Regions from separate parts of the Cricetulus griseus genome. Here region 2 is linked to region 1. Evidence: chromatin contacts called from public Hi-C data. All regions are on one chromosome and are shown on one strand. Each heading gives the region's core, a stretch centred on a gene start, on an enhancer-like site or on the middle of the called end of the contact. The rest is flanking DNA. Distances are from core to core; before and after follow the strand shown. Region 1 overlaps Col27a1 (collagen alpha-1(XXVII) chain). Region 2 has its middle 15 kb from the start of Kif12.

The links. A called contact is a pair of places that touch in the nucleus more often than the background predicts.
Region 2: a Hi-C map of the CHK-Q cell line shows a contact between it and region 1, with 2.7 times the contacts expected there. The contact joins two enhancer-like sites. A contact is called at or near these places in 2 of 8 Hi-C or Micro-C datasets (the CHK-Q cell line and fibroblasts).

The regions. Positions count from the first base shown.
Region 1 is chr2:82,555,094-82,558,411 of CriGri-PICRH-1.0, forward strand. It overlaps Col27a1 (collagen alpha-1(XXVII) chain), which reads right to left. Exons shown (of 61, transcript XM_035439852.1): 40 at 3,281-3,318; 41 at 2,079-2,132. Among named protein-coding and RNA genes, the nearest start is that of Mir455, 59 kb to the right of the region's middle. Within about 2 kb of position 1,493, at least 3 of the 6 cell types and tissues checked have open chromatin away from gene starts, as enhancers often do.
Region 2 is chr2:82,688,549-82,691,866 of CriGri-PICRH-1.0, forward strand. No RefSeq gene overlaps it. Among named protein-coding and RNA genes, the nearest start is that of Kif12, 15 kb to the right of the region's middle. Within about 2 kb of position 1,698, at least 1 of the 6 cell types and tissues checked has open chromatin away from gene starts, as enhancers often do.

The sequences.
Region 1 (3,318 bases), core at 243-2,742:
CACCTTCCTCAGGGATGAAGGCCAGCCTCCGTAGGCAGGCAGACTAGGAGACCAGCGGTCAAAATTGCCATTGTAGGTAAGAGTGGCGACAGTGTCCACACGCCACATGGATGCCTAGGACAGGCTGAAAGAGGAGCAGAGACTAGAGTGGAGACCTTGGGCCAAGGCAGGCCAGCCTGGGCCCTGGTCCAGCTGTGGGATGGCTCTTATCAGCCACACAGATGGTTGAAATGCTGCTGAACAGGTCAGAAGGCACTTTAGGGCTCAGACTCCAGCCTCAGAAAACTAGTGTTACCTCTCCTGGGAACCCCTCTGGACTCTAGCCAGGGTACTCTGATCCCCCCACTGCCCACAGAGTTGGAAGGAAGCATGAGGGACAGGAAGAGGGAAATGGTCAGAACTGGAATACAGCCCTGGCCAGTCTGAATGTTGGTATCCTACCCTCAACTGGGGCCCTATGGCCCTACAGGCAGCAGTTAAAGACAAGTGAGACCCAGCCAGGCACCTAGAACAAACTGTCCTCACAGATGTGGGCTTCATTCCTGCCCAAGATCTTTATCCAACTGTGAATGATGTCAGGGGACCAGACATCTTCAGTGGGCACCAGGGCTTACCAGATAGTCTTTGGTTAGGCACGTGTAGTTCATTTCATATATTGTTTTACAGATTCTGCAGCAACCCTCACTTTACAGAATAGGAGAACGGGGCCCATGAAAAGAATCATCTTAGTCAGGGCCAATCAGGAATGCCCCAGCCTGGGCCCTGGTCTAGCTGTGGGCCCAGCCTGGCTGCGGTGGGGACATAATCCAAGCATTTAACATTAGTGAACTACTTCATGTGGCCTAGTTCTGAGTCTTGTCCCCTCCATCTGGCCACCTGTATAGACAAGGATACTATCTACCAGTGCAGACTGGTTCATACTCTGGGTCTGTTGCTAGCTAGTGACGTGGGGCCCAGCAGCACCTCCTACCACTGTTTAGAGGCAGACCCCTATGCTCTAAGAGGCTGGTTGTCTTCACCTGTTTTGGGAAAATCCTTGGAAAAGAGCAGGGCTTCCGCACACCTCCCTTGCAACCCATTCCCCATCCCAGCACCAGCCAGTCTGTGGTTGGCTGTTCATTACCAGATGGCCATGAGCCACAGAACAAAATTCCAATCAACAATGAGCTATGCACATGTACACTCCCACAGCTTATGTCACCTAAAGATGTCATAGCCCTCTACTGTATGCCAATACATTTTATGGAGACTACCTCTAACCCGGAGTGGTGGCACTGGCAGCTCCATCTCCACTTGGCCCCAGGGTTTGTGTTCACCGTCTGTGGCATCCCTGGAAGCCTTATGATGGCTGAGGAGAGCCGAGGGCTTGAGTGTGCTCTATCCAGCCTCTCGGGACCATGCCAGGGCCTGCTTGGACCACTGTACTTGCAGATCTGTACTTATCCCGGCAGGAAGGAGGGGCCCAAGGATAGCATGCCAAGTCAGTGTGACTCACCACAGCGGGACTTAGTTAGTGGGGAGCTGAGTCGGCAAAAGAAACGAGGGTTGGAGAGGCCAGGGACAAGGAGGCAAAGACACAGCCTGCTAGGAAGCATTCCAGCCACGAGAAGGGAAAGGAGGGGGAAGAGGGAGAATGGGGAACCCAGATTTCTGGCTCCAAGTCCACTGGGCATCACTGGAGACATGACCCAGGGGCCATTCCTTACAGCTTCGGGCCCTCGTGTGCTCCTTTCTGTGAACAGTGTTCACGACCAGCCAAGATTTTCCTCTGGCAATTTCTCTAGAGCCCCAATAGGAGGGCACACATCCCCCGGGGCCCTCACCCTCCTCCTGAGCCTTCTCCTTCATCAGCGTCCCTCCTTCCTGGAACTGAGTGAGCTGCTTGTGTACAGTTTCAATGCTACTGCTCACAAGCATGAGGGAATAACAGAGACTTGGTTCATGACACCCTGCTCGTTTCTGCAAGGTGAACCTGAAGCCATAAGCACAGGATGTCATGTACGACTCCTCGCTACTCCATCCCCAAAGCCCCAGAGCTGGTCTTGACTCTAGCTACTGCTCTAAGATGCAACACCTACCTTCTGGCCTTTGGGCCCAGGAGGCCCAAGAGGTCCTGTGATGCCTTTGTGTCCCTGCAGGCAAATAAAAGGAGAGAACTGAAGAGGGCTTGAGGATACAGGAGGGACAAATGACAAAGGACAGAGACTCAGTGATGGGGACAGTATAACAAACAGAATACCACCCCTGCCTGGCTTTCCAGATATGCCTGTTGGTTCCAGACACACTTCTAATCCTGTGCCAACTTGGGTAGTAGGGCCCCGCTGTGGTGCCCCGGGGCAGGCAGTGGTCAAAGGCAGGGGACCACTACCTTAGCAGAGTGGTGGGAAGAGGCCACCTGACAACTGCAGATGACTCTGTGTTGGCACCCCCTCGCTAGTCTTCCTCCCATTTCTTTGTCTTCTTTTTTTCCTGCTGTGTCTCCTGAATTCCCTGGGTCTGGCAAGGGCCAACATGGCTAGCCAAAAGCACCAAGCTGCTAGGCCTGGACTGCACATGTGTTCTTTGACTGCTCTGAGTCCCCATTCCTTTCTAACCAAGACTGTCCCTCGGAGCCCTCATCTCCTGAATGTGTATGGAAGATCTGGAAGCACAATGCTCCCTCTTTAGAGGACAAATAAAGCTGGGATATATATGGAGCACCCACCATCTTCTGTATTCTGTGAATATATGTCTTTCTTATTAGTTGATGAATAAATGCTGATTAGTCATTAGCCAGGCAGGAAATATAGATGGGGCTACCAGACTAGGAGAATTCTGGGAAAGGAAAAAGGCAGAGAAACAAGTTGACAGGGAGTTGCCATGTAGCTACAGGGGCGGGGAGGACGCCAAGAATTCTCCTATAAGCCAAGACCACATGGAGATACATAGATTAATAGAAATTAAGAGAGAGCTAGCCAATAAGAAGCCTGAGCCATTGGCTAAACAGTTTATAATTAATATAAGCCTCTGTGTGTTTATTTGGGACTAAAAGGCTGCAGGACCAGATAGGACAGAAACCTTCATATACAGCTGGAAGGACTTGAGACCTGGGGTGGATACTGGCACTCTCTCTGCCCTATCACTGCAGTTCTACCCTTACCCCACCCTAATCTATGGGTCCAGGAGTCTTGTGAGGCTATGAGACCTGGATCTCCTCCCTTCTGGTGGGAAGGATGTCCAGGATGCAAGAGCAGACTTCCAGGGGGTAGGAAGGAGATCCCCCTAAATGGGGGTTACTTACATTATAACCAGCCAATCCTGGCTCTCCTTGGGCTCCCA
Region 2 (3,318 bases), core at 448-2,947, 130 kb after region 1:
CATCAGCCTGTATTGTAGATGTCATTTTACAGATAAGTGGTTCTGGTGAGAAGTCACTTCTCCCACCCTAGTCACACAGCTAGAAGTTGGAGAGCTGGGTCTCAGACCTCAGGCAGCCTGGGTCTTGAATCTATACCACTGAAGAGCTATTCATGAGACAAATGTTAACACTTCCTGGGACAGGAATTGGGGGCCGGGGATGAAAAACGTATACAAGGTTCTAATATAAACTTGTCAATCTTCCTTCCCTTACTTATCTACCCACCCACTTAGCATCCATTCACCATCTAACCATCGACTCTTCTTTTGTCTGTCTTCTAACTCACATGTATCCACCACATCATCCTTCCACTCATCATCTGTCTATGCCTCTGACCATCCATCTATCCATCCATCCACCCAACCAACAGTTCATCCATTCATTTATTCATATACTTATCCCCCAATATACTTATCTATCTACTCATTCATCATCCATCTGTTCATTTACCAATATGCCATCTATTCACCATTCATCCATTCATTAATTTATCCATCCATTTATCATTTATCTGACAGCCTACCTATATACGGTCCATCCACTCATCCATTTATTCATCATCTATCTACCCTTCCATCCATCCATTTATATATGCATCCACCCATCCACTTATCCATCTCTCTCCATCCATTCACTTGTTTGTCCATTTATCCATTCACCTACCCATCCACTGATCTGCTTACCCACTATGCACCCACTTACCCATCCATTCATTCATCATCTCTCTGTTTACTCATCCCTCTGTCCATTTACCCACCCATATATTTGGCTCACCATTCATCTGTCTATTTGTCCGCTGATCTATGTACTCACCCAACCATCCATTCATCACCATCCCTCTGTCCACCCACACACCTATTATCCATCTTCTCATTCACCCTCCTGGCTTTAATCACTGTCAAATCCCCCATGTTCAGCACTGTGCTTGGTGCACATGTTTTCAAGTGTCTTTGCTGGAGGAATGAAAACAGAACTGGGCCCTACCCAAGAGCTCTAGATTCTCACCTTTTCCCAGTTTCACTGCAAAATAGGGTGCTGGGTATTGCTTTCCCACCTCACCTTGGGAAACTGGCACACGCTTTTCCAACTGTCAAGCACCATAAACTCTACCCAGCACCAAGCTCCTGAGCTGCAGTCGTGTGGCTTGTGCAGTTGTGCAGAGCTCCCAGCTCTGGCTGGTGAGACCTGTCAGACACTTCCCCTGGACCTGCCAGGAGGCCCAGAAAGGAAAGGAAATTGATGTTTAATGAGTATCCATCATATGCCAGGGACCTTCACATACAGTTACCTTCTCTTTTCTGAAGAGAATAAATAAGAGCCCAGACAGGCCCACCATTTGCAAAAGACAGCATTGCCAATGAACAGCAGAACCCAATCTTGAACCCACGTCTGTCAGGTCCAAATGTTGTTTCTGACCTGTTCCTATAACACTTAATGCTTCTGATGTCCTGCCACCCAAGTCCCCACATGTCCCCATGTTCAAAGCTGCTTAGCCAGCTCCTGGCAGAGCATTTACATAAGGTTTCCATTTGGCTGTTGTGTTGATTATTTCCCTTTTCCCTTATTTGCCAAGAAAAGCCAATGTAAACGTTCCCTCAGCCCCAGGTTAACCCTTGTTCTGAGCAGGCATTTGGTGCAGGAGAGGAGGTTTTGCCGCGTGTCCATGCTCCCTGTAGGCGGGTTCAAAGATCTTCACTGAGACTCGTTCACACATGGCTGCACTGTTCAACACACTCCATGGCAGAACGTCTAGCTTCAAATTTGCCACCTTCATACAAGCATGGCCTTGGTCACCCTTCTAGGATCCAGATAGAAACTATTCCTAAAACCCAGAGCTAAGGAACCATCTTCTCAGCATTTCCTCCTCAGTACAGACTGGGACAGAAAAAGAAGTGGTCCAGCCACAATCGCTGGGCCACCCACTGAGTGTCTGGCACAGCTCGCTGTCACTAGCATCCTCCCACTGAGTCTTTCCAACAGAAGAACTTGGTCTTCATGAAGAAGCTGAGGCTCAGAAGGACAAGTCACTTTCCTGGGCCACACAGCTGCTCAGAGGCAGTGTTACAGAACATCCCAGTTCACAGCTCACTTTAAGTCCAGGGCTAAAAATAAGACATCGTTGCATATGTGACAAAGCACCCCCTCTGTGCATGTGACAAGGTATCCTGACTGTGGCAGACATTGTCTCATTCTTGTGTGCCTGCTTGCAGTAAGAAACTGCTGGAAGCCAATGGTAATTCTGCTACAGGCTTGCTGAGGATCCTCAAGCTACTGATTCTCCACAAGGCTGAGGTTTGGCCCATGTGAAGTGAGCAAATTGACCAAGTCTGGCCTTTCTGCTTTTTCTCACACAGTTTAGGCACTTAGGGCAACTTGGTGTTGGTAGAAGGCTGGCTTGTGCGATCAGCATGTGGCTGAAGGGAAAGTTAAGTTAAAGTTCCCTTAAAGCTTAAGTTCCCTTCCTACAGCCCTAGACCCCCATCAGCACCTCTGACCAAAGTCCCAAGCTGGGGAGTTACCTGCACTGGGTGGGGCTGAGCAGAGAAACTATCAGTCCTTGGCCAGGCACCTGGGGGAGGAAGGGACATCACAGGCACTTACTGGGCAGCTTGGTGTCTCTGAATTTCATCCACTCTTCCCCACTCTGTCCCCAGCCCCTCCTGCCGCAGCCCACACCCCAACCCCTGCCCAGGGCCCAGGCCAGCCCAGCTCCTCCCTCATTTGGCTATGGCTCCAGCACACCAGCCATTTAAGGCTCCACCTCAGCCCTTTAAATTCTATTTTTTCAAACCACATTCTTGAACTTGGCAGATAACGTGGCCTCCCGACAAGAGCCCTATTTACCCGGCGAGCCGTGAATGGGCCCTTTATAACTAGGTTCATTAATATTTCTACCTATTGGCTGGCTCTCCAGTCCTCCCCCTATCCAAACAGATTCTCTACACAGAAAGACTTTTCAAATACTCCTGTTGACTTTCCCGAGCAAGCTGAGCAGGCGTGAGTGCGTGTGAGTGCGTGTGCAGGGGAGGGCATGTGCTGCAGGAAGGAAAGAGGCCGCTATTCATAGCTGGGTGGCGGCCTCCCAGCCCAGGTATGTGGCCTCACAAAGGCCCACTGAACCCAGCCAGCCCCAGTGCCAGGCCCCACAGTGGGGGAAGCAGTTCAGCCCTTCCTGGCCCTGTCGTCTGTCCTGGTGACCCTGGACAAGTCCCTGTTCATCTAGCTCCTTCCAACTGTGGAGGATTTGGAAAACAAGCAGATCCCCTACCTAGAGGATC